Regions from separate parts of the Macaca mulatta genome. Here region 1 is linked to region 2. A link is a contact called in public Hi-C data. All regions are on one chromosome and are shown on one strand. The core of a region is the stretch at or near the end of the contact, and the rest is flanking DNA. Distances in the headings are between cores, read along the strand shown.

What was found. Hi-C and Micro-C count contacts between places; a contact is called where the count stands out from the background.
Region 1: a Hi-C map of blood shows a contact between it and region 2, with 2.8 times the contacts expected there. The contact joins two enhancer-like sites. A contact is called at or near these places in 2 of 14 Hi-C or Micro-C datasets (CD4 T cells and blood).

What each region holds. Positions count from the first base shown.
Region 1 is chr6:140,289,845-140,294,219 of T2T-MMU8v2.0, reverse strand. The region is part of intron 3 of CDC42SE2 (CDC42 small effector 2); the gene reads right to left. Among named protein-coding and RNA genes, the nearest start is that of CDC42SE2, 100 kb to the right of the region's middle. Within about 2 kb of position 2,784, at least 17 of the 40 cell types and tissues checked have an H3K27ac peak or open chromatin away from gene starts, as enhancers often do. A contact at or near this core is called in CD4 T cells and blood, where this site is marked.
Region 2 is chr6:140,196,647-140,200,767 of T2T-MMU8v2.0, reverse strand. All of the region lies in intron 1 of CDC42SE2 (CDC42 small effector 2), which reads right to left. Among named protein-coding and RNA genes, the nearest start is that of CDC42SE2, 10 kb to the right of the region's middle. Within about 2 kb of position 1,432, at least 8 of the 40 cell types and tissues checked have an H3K27ac peak or open chromatin away from gene starts, as enhancers often do. A contact at or near this core is called in CD4 T cells and blood, where this site is marked.

The sequences.
Region 1 (4,375 bases), core at 1,535-4,034, 92 kb before region 2:
CCAAGGCGTTACGCAGTCAACATGTCAAGATAACTGCTTCTGATATACAGAGAGAGCCACTTGGCTCTCTCAAGCAAAGGAGGAGGTGGTACCAGAGAATCAGACCTACTTCCAGACCACTAGGAGGAGTCTTGATCATCCCTTGTCCTGTGAACATGCAGAAACAACAACTAACAGTTCTTATTCTGCATCATTTCCTCCAGAAGGGTGTGTTTAGAACTTGCCAAAAGGCTCCACTTGGTCTATACCTCCATATTAAATGATTTATTATCACAGGATTGTGTTGGGGGAGAACAGAAACCACAGTGTGCTCAGGCCACCACCCATCTCACCCAAAAAGAATGAACAGATATGCTTGTGAAAGAAGGGTATTAACATACTCACAAACAATAATTCGGCAAACATGATTACTGACAATATTCAAAAGCTGGTAACAAAACTAGTTCCCAAGAAGCTACTCTCACGCTGAAAAGCAAAGGATGAGAAGACTTCAGCTTACTTCTGTCATACTGTGTTATTAGATAATATATATGAATGTGAAAATAGTGAGTATTTTTCAACTTGAACTATACCGAGCTGGGAGTCAAACCTTAGTACTGGAAGGATTCTTCATGGCATCTAATATAACACTGTTTGTGAGATATGAAAGAAGCTTTCAGTCCTTTGCTCCCCAAGGCTGAGGGAACTCAGCTGTCCAGAAACTGAAAGGAGAACTGTGTTGTGCGAGCACAGTAAAGATAAAGACCTAAGATGAAAATAGTAAGATAAGGAAGAACCAGATCACATAGGGTTTGTAAAGGACTGAAGTGTGTGATCCTCCCAAGAACAATGGGAAATAATTGAAAGTCTTTTAAAGCAGAGGAACAACATGATCAAATAGTTTTAGAAGACTATTCCACAATAGCTATAGGTGGAAAACACGTTAGAAGAGGTCAAAATAAGTTATTAATGCTGGTGAAAAGGGATTATGTGGATTCAACTAATAACACAGATGGAAAGAAGCGGATAGATTGAAGAAAGTGGTCAGTGGATAAAATCAACAGCATTTGGGCCAGGCGTGGTGGCTCACACCTGTAATCCCAGCACTTTGGGAGGCTGAGGTGGGCTGATCACCTGAGGTCAAAAGCTCGAGAACAGCCTGGCCAACACAGTGAAACCCTGTCTCTACTAAAAAATACAAAAATTAGTCAGGCGTGGTGGCAGGCGCCTTAATCCCAGCTACTTGGGAGGCAGAGGCCGGAGAATCGTTTGAACCAGGGAGGCGGAGGTTGCAGTGGGCTGAGATCGAGCCATTGCACTCAAGCCTGGGGGACGAGAGCGAGATTTCTCTCAAAAAAAACAAAAAAGGCATTTGGTTGCAGGCTGGATTTGGTAACTGAGCAAGGGAGGAGTTAAGAAATATGCACAGACTTCATACTTCCGCAGAGTATGCAATTCACTGGGTTCGGAAAGAATCCAAACTGGAGATAAAAGACTGAGACTCACCAGCATTAACAAAGCCGTGTTAATGAGATTTCCTAGACAAACTAAATTTCTGTGGTTGGGTAAAGAAGAAGCCATCAAAGAAGGCCAAAAAGAAACAGGCTGAAAGTCAGTAGGAAAATCAGCAGTGTGTACAAGTGTCAAGAGGGAGCAGGCAACAGAGCTGAAAGGTGATGAGAGGTCAATTAAAGACAGAAATACATGCACTGGATTCAGCAGTATCACGTCGATGGGCACCTTAGTGAGTGCTATGTCAGTGGAGTAAAAGGAGGAGAAGACACACTGGAGGGGACTGAGGTGGGTCTAAGAAGTGGAAAATGGCGAAAGAGAACAGAGACAACGCTGGAGAAAAGTCCGGCCTTCTGGACAGGAAGAAGATAGGTCAGTGGCTGCAAGGAGAAAAGGAGATGAGGACAGATTGAATTTTTCCCCTGTAAGATGGCAGATAATTGCATTATGCTCAATTTCTAATGGGAAAGATCCAGTAAAAGAGGTAAACAAAAAGAAGGAAAAAGAAAATGGATTGTCAACATTACAAGGTTCCTGAGAAGGCAGTAAAGGTGGATCCAGACACAGGTGGAGGTGATCTTGACACTCTTTCCTACAACACTCTATCAAAAACCTGGATTTAAATATAATTAAATATTCTAAAATATAAAAATGCAGTATTTTCAGGCACAATGTGGACATTTAAGGAATGGCACACTTATTTGGACTACTGTATTAATAGTCACGGGTGGCCAGGCATGGTGACTCATGCCTACAATCCCAGCACTTTGGGAGGCCGAGGCTGGTGGATCACTTGAGGTCAGGAGTTCAAGACCAGCCTGGCCAACATGGTGAAACCCTGTCTCTGCTAAAAATACAAAAATTAGCCAGGCTATAAGAATGATAAAATGAACTTTGGGGACTTGGGGCTCTGGAAGAGTGGGAGGGGGTCAAGGGATAAAAGACTACAAATACAGTGCAGTGTACATTGCTCGGGTGATGAGTACCCCAAAATCCACAAATCACCACTAAAGAACTTACTCATGTAACCAAATACCACCTGTACCCCAATAACTATGGAAAATTAAATAAATATTTTAAGAAAAAAAATTAGCTGGGCATGGTGGCAGGCACCTGTTATCCCAGCTACTCGAGAGGCTGAGGGAGGAGAATTGCTTGAACCCGGGGCTGGGGGGTGGGAGGGGGAGGTTGCAGTGAGCCGAGATCACACCACTGCACTCCAGCCTGGGTGACAGAGTGAGACTCCATTTCAAAAGAAAAAAAAAGAATAGTCATGGGCAAACAAGGGGAATTCCGGAGTCGGACCTCCACAAAGAAAAACAGGAAATGGTGCACTCTGCTCTGATACGTATTAACAGTTGTTGTTAGCAGAGTCACTGTGTTTCCTGGAAACAAATTCTTTATAGGGAACTTTGTTAAGAACGTCAACCATCTGAATAATCCTTGCATCCTGAAAATACTAACTTTTATTGTGCATAAGGTAAAGGACTAGAGACCCAAATGAATCACTATGTTAGTGTGGAGGGGACATTAGGCAAAATCTCTCTTCCCATGACTTTTTACATTATTACATCATAATTATTAAAGATAATGAATTAATTTGGAGTATATGCAAAGAGGCGAGAAGCAGGTTAATTTCAAAGTATGTGCTACTGTGTGAACCGTATTTGCATCCTTATCTAAACAAGTATGTATATAACCATACTTTATCTACCTCCGTCACATTTCTGGCATATGGATCAAACTGTAGCTTCTAGAAAACAGTAATTACATAATCACTTAAAAGTTAAAACTTCCCCAAAGACTATTCTCTGGGCAGCTTAGTGTACAAACACAGGTCACTGAGAAGCAAATGAAGGCCAGGTCCCATCAGGTTAGCAGAAGGCCTACAGTAAGAGTAAAAGATGGTACAGCCTGAGGTAGTTCTAGAAGCAGATACAGAGTGAATAAAGAAAATGAAAATACCTGCCATCTGGGACAGTGAAAAAAGCTGGAACTTTCAGGGTATAAAACAGCAATCATTTATGCAAATGTGGCCAAAGTAAATGAAAGGCTGAAAGCTATGCTACTGACTCAACTTTATGACCTGGAGAAAGTCAGTTGAGTTGTATAACTGAATCCCTAAATCTATGAATTAAATCTAACAAGCCCACTATTTCCAAATTTTGTCTTGGGGCATCCCAGCAAAATCCAGGGGTGCCAGGGTTTTCTATTTGAGGGAAACACAGTGAGACTCAATGTGTGTTTGACACTGAGTGAGCTACCAACTTCAGATAATTTGTAACTTCAACATTAGAACATACATTCTTTTTAACAGCATATCCTTGTGAAGCTGAGTTTTCAGTGGTTACTGTGAAAAAACCCAAGCACTATGCAAAAGTCAGTATGGAACTAGAAAAGAAGGTGGTGGTGTTCAGTCTGATTCCACAGTTTGAGAAGTTGTATAATCCTAACCGGCACAAACACACCGTAAGTATGTAAATGGTTATTTAAGAATTAAATAAAAATATTTTTCCTTTCAATTTATATCTTATTTTTTAAAGGCAAATAAGTTGTTGGGACATAAATCTTTACTAAGTTGTTTGTACCAAATTAGTTAATAAACAAGTCTGTATGGTATTTCTCTTGGCCTAGAGGCACCATGAAAAAAATTACAGAACTGTTAAGGGAAGTTTGGGAACCTCTGAAATACATTCATTTTTTGAAATATTGACAGTGTAATTAGGAACCAGGCATTTATAAAACAAGTGGATATTTTTTTCTGTGATGCAAGTGACTGATTCCCTGGGTGTGTGAGCTGCTTTCCAGTTAATCAATCTAGTTCACAGTACAGAAAAAAAGACTAACAAAAGTTGTAATAATATAAAAAATGGACTTGACATTT
Region 2 (4,121 bases), core at 183-2,682:
GAAATACCAAAACTTCACAAATCATTAATTTCTTTTGCACTTTCATTTCCCAACTATCAGTAAAACTGCAGTTTTAGTATGTATAAGCATTTTTAGGAGCACAAATATGTATATGCATTTAATAAATACTACTCAATAAAGTTGTATACGTTATTGTAGCTGCTAGTTTACCATGGAAATATAATAAATATATGTTCTTTTTTTTTTTAAAGGAGAGTAACTAGGCAGTACAGTGCTAAGAGGACAGGCATACTAATAAATTTTTGCACACTAAAAAATAATCCCTCCCTAAAACTGTGAGACTTCTATTTGAGCTTTCAAAAAAAAAATGCACAGGATACCATCGAGCTAGCTCAGTAAAAGTAACTGCTTTTCTTTAACAAAAGAAGTTTAGCAAAAACTAGTGCAAAAAAAAGAAAAAGAAAAGAAAAAGAAAGAAAAGAAAAGAAAAACAATGAAGTTTTGGCACCCAATCTCATTTGAGCCTGTATCCCTGATAAAAAGAAAGTTATAAGGCCAGGCGCAGTGGCTCACACCTATAATCCCAGCACTTTGGGAGGCCCAGGTGGGCGGATCACTTGAGGTCAGGAGTTTGAGACCAGCCTGGCCAACGTGGCGAAACCTCGTCCCTACTAAAAATACAAAATTAGCCAGGCCTGGTGGTGGACTCCTGAAATCCCAGCTACTTGGGAAGCTGAGGCACAAGAATTGCTTGAACCCGGGAGACGGAGTTTGCAGTGAGCCAAGATCACACCACCGCACTCTAGCCTGGGTGACAGAGCAAGACTCAGTCTCAAAAAAAAAAGGTAATAATATAGTCCAAATTGAAGAGTCTAAGTCCATGTAACTCACCAACACTCAGAATTGAAGAAATACCACTTTAAAAAAATATAGGGCAAGCCCAAAATAGGTTTTTTTAAGGTGTTTTCACCCTACTATCAAATCAGGTTTTCCTTTTCTTTATTCCATTGGTTTATCTCTCTTCCTTCCTTTCCTACCTCCTCTGTCCCTTACCATTTTACTGTGTATTTTCACTTTACATACACAAAAAATGATTTGAAACTTGCTTCATCCTCTCGTATCTAAATTTGTTTCTACTTAATTCTTACAGGACTACATGGTTTTAGGTGAAGTTCAAATACTTTTAGTTATAGAAACATTCACATAAGCTGTTACCAAAGACATAAGTGACAAGATTAGCAGCCATTCATTCAGGAAATGTGAGTCACCATTATGTGCCATCCACTGTTCTGAATATTGGGGATTCTGCAGTGAATAAAACAAAGCTCTATTCCTACAGTCACTAAAGCAACAGTATGCTTGGCAAGTTCAAGAAACCTCAGGGAGGTCTATATGTGGCCAGGGTGGAAGAAGCCACGGAGAAACTGGTAAGACATCAAATCAGACAGGCAGGACGTACAGACAATGAAGGGTCAAGACTTCTTGAATACTTAGGCATTAAGTCAAAGGATCACCCTTGTAGCTGGTTTGTGAACAGAAAACAGCAGAAGCAGCAGATAGAGACTACTAAAATATTACAGGAAAGAGATTATGGTTGCTTACAGAGGTGGCAGCAGATGAAGAGAGGAAATTGTGGTTACATTTATTCTTATGGCACTTTTTAAGATAGATAAGGGACATGTTTTCATGCTAATTAATAAGGGACATGTTTTCATGCTAATTATTTGAATCAGATGTGGGAGTATGAGAAAGAAGAGTCAAGAATGTCTACTAGGTTTTTGGCCAGAGAAACTACAAGATGGAGTTGGCATTTAATAGGATGAGGAAGACTGGAATGGGGACAATTATTGGGGAGGGAGGGTGATGGAGAACAGGGAGGACAGGGAGTTCAGTTGTGATGTTAAATTTGGGATGCCTATTAGAAATCTACTTAAAAATGCTGAGTAGGCAAATATATATAGAAGTCTGGAGGTTAGGAAATAGATCTAGACTAAAGATAACATTTGTAGTTTGAAATATATAACTCTAGGCTGGATGCAGTAGCTCACACTGTAGTCTCAGCACTTAGCCGGGGGCCAGGCAGGTGGATCACTTGAGCCTAAGACCAGCCTGGGCAACATGATGAAAACCCATCTGTACAAAAAATACAAAAATTGGCCGGATGTGGTGGCGCAGACCTGTGGTCCCAGCTACTTGGAAGGCTAAGCTAGGAGGATCATCTGTGCCTGGGAGGTCAAGGCTGCAGTGAGCTAAGAGCACGTCACTGCACTCCAGCCTGGAGGACGAGGAAGGCCCTCAGAAAAAAAATTTTTTTTTTTTTTTTTTTTTTTTTTTTTTTGAGACAGAGTCTCTGTCGCCCAGGCTGGAGTGCAGTGGTGCGATCTCGGCTCACTGCAAGCTCCTCCTCCTGGGTTCAAGCCATTCTCCTGCCTCAGCTTCCCTAGTAGCTGGGACTAGAAGCGCCTGCCGCCATGCCCGCTAATTTTTTTTTGTATTTTTAGTAGAGACACGGTTTCACCATGTTAGCCAGGATAGTCTCGATCTCCTGACCTCATGATCCGCCCACCTGAGCCTCCCAAGGTGCTGGGATTACAGGCATGAGCCACCGTACTGGGCCAAGAAAAGCTTTTTTAATTAAAAAAAAAAAAAAAAAAAAAAAGGCTGGCACAGTGGCTCACGTCTATAATCCCAGCACTTTGGGAGGCCAAGTTGGGCAGATCACTTGAGGTCAGGAGTTGAGACCAGCCTGGCCAACATGGTCTCTACTAAAAATACAAAAATAAGCTGGGCGTGATGGCCCGCACCTGTACTCCCAGCTACTCGGGAGGCTGAGGCAGGAGAATCACTTGAACCCAGGAGGCGGAGGTTGCAGTGGGCCAAGATCACGCCATTGCACTCCAGCCTGGGCAACAGAGCAAGACTCTGTCTCAAAAAAAAAAAAAAGATAAAAAATTAAAATATATATATATATATACACGTATATAATTCTAGCTAGACAGAATGAGATCACAGGAGACTAAAACTAAATATATAGAAGAGGTCTAAACATATGTCCCTGAAACACTGTCTCATTTTTCAGAAGCTGGGGCAATGAAAAGGAACCAACAAAAGAAACTGAAAATAGGCAGTAATATGCCAGAAACAAAGGGAAGAAAGATTTCAAACACAATGTTATCAACCACATCAAATGCTCTATTGCTTCTACATCCACTGAGATTAGGCTTGAGAACTAGGGAATTTACCACCAACAAAGTCACTTAATAATCTCAAAAAGAGCTGCTATGGTAGAACGAATGAGAAAAACAGCTGATTGTAGTGGATCCAAACAAGACAGGGAGCACTGATGACAATAAATACTTACCTTTTTGGAGAGGAGTAACTAAAGGAAGATGTGGCATCTGGGAGATACTTCAGTATATCTATATGCTGATAGGGATAATCCAGTAGAAATGGGGATATGACGCAGCTCATTAGCATGCAGGAGAATGAGATGAATACTGAAGCAGTGCAATGTCCTTAAGAGGAGAAAGGGGCACGAGTGGAGACCATGATGACAGAATAGTAGGAAAGGCAAAGTATGGGTAAAGATACAAGGAGACATGTAAAAGTTTTCTTCTGATTGCTTTCATTTTTGATATACAGGAAACAAGGTCATGAGCTGAAAATGAAGAGAAAAAAGGGATGCTAGAGGTTTGACGAGAGGCATTAAAAGTCATCTGTGGTGATTCAGTCAGGAAACGTACTAGGATTACAGAAGGATTAGGCCAGGTGCAGTGGCTCACGGCTGTAATCTCAGCATTTTGGGAGGCTGAGGCAAGCGGATCACTTGAGGTCAGGAGTTAAAGAGTTCGAGACCAGCCTATCCAACGTGGTGAAACCCTGTCTCCACTAAAAAAAAAAAATACAAAAATCAGCTGGGCATGGTGATGGGCGCCTGTAATCCCAGCTACTCGGGAGGCTGAGGCAGGAGAATCGCTTGAACCTGGGAGGCAGAAGTTGCAGTGAGCCAAAATCGTGCCACTGCACTCCAGCCTGAGTGACACAGTAAGACTCCATCTCAAAAAACAAAACAAAACAAAACAGAAACAAAAACAACCAGCAGCACAAAGGGCCCTCCTTAGGTCAGTGGTCATGAATTTAAAGGGAGAGCTGGGTCAGCT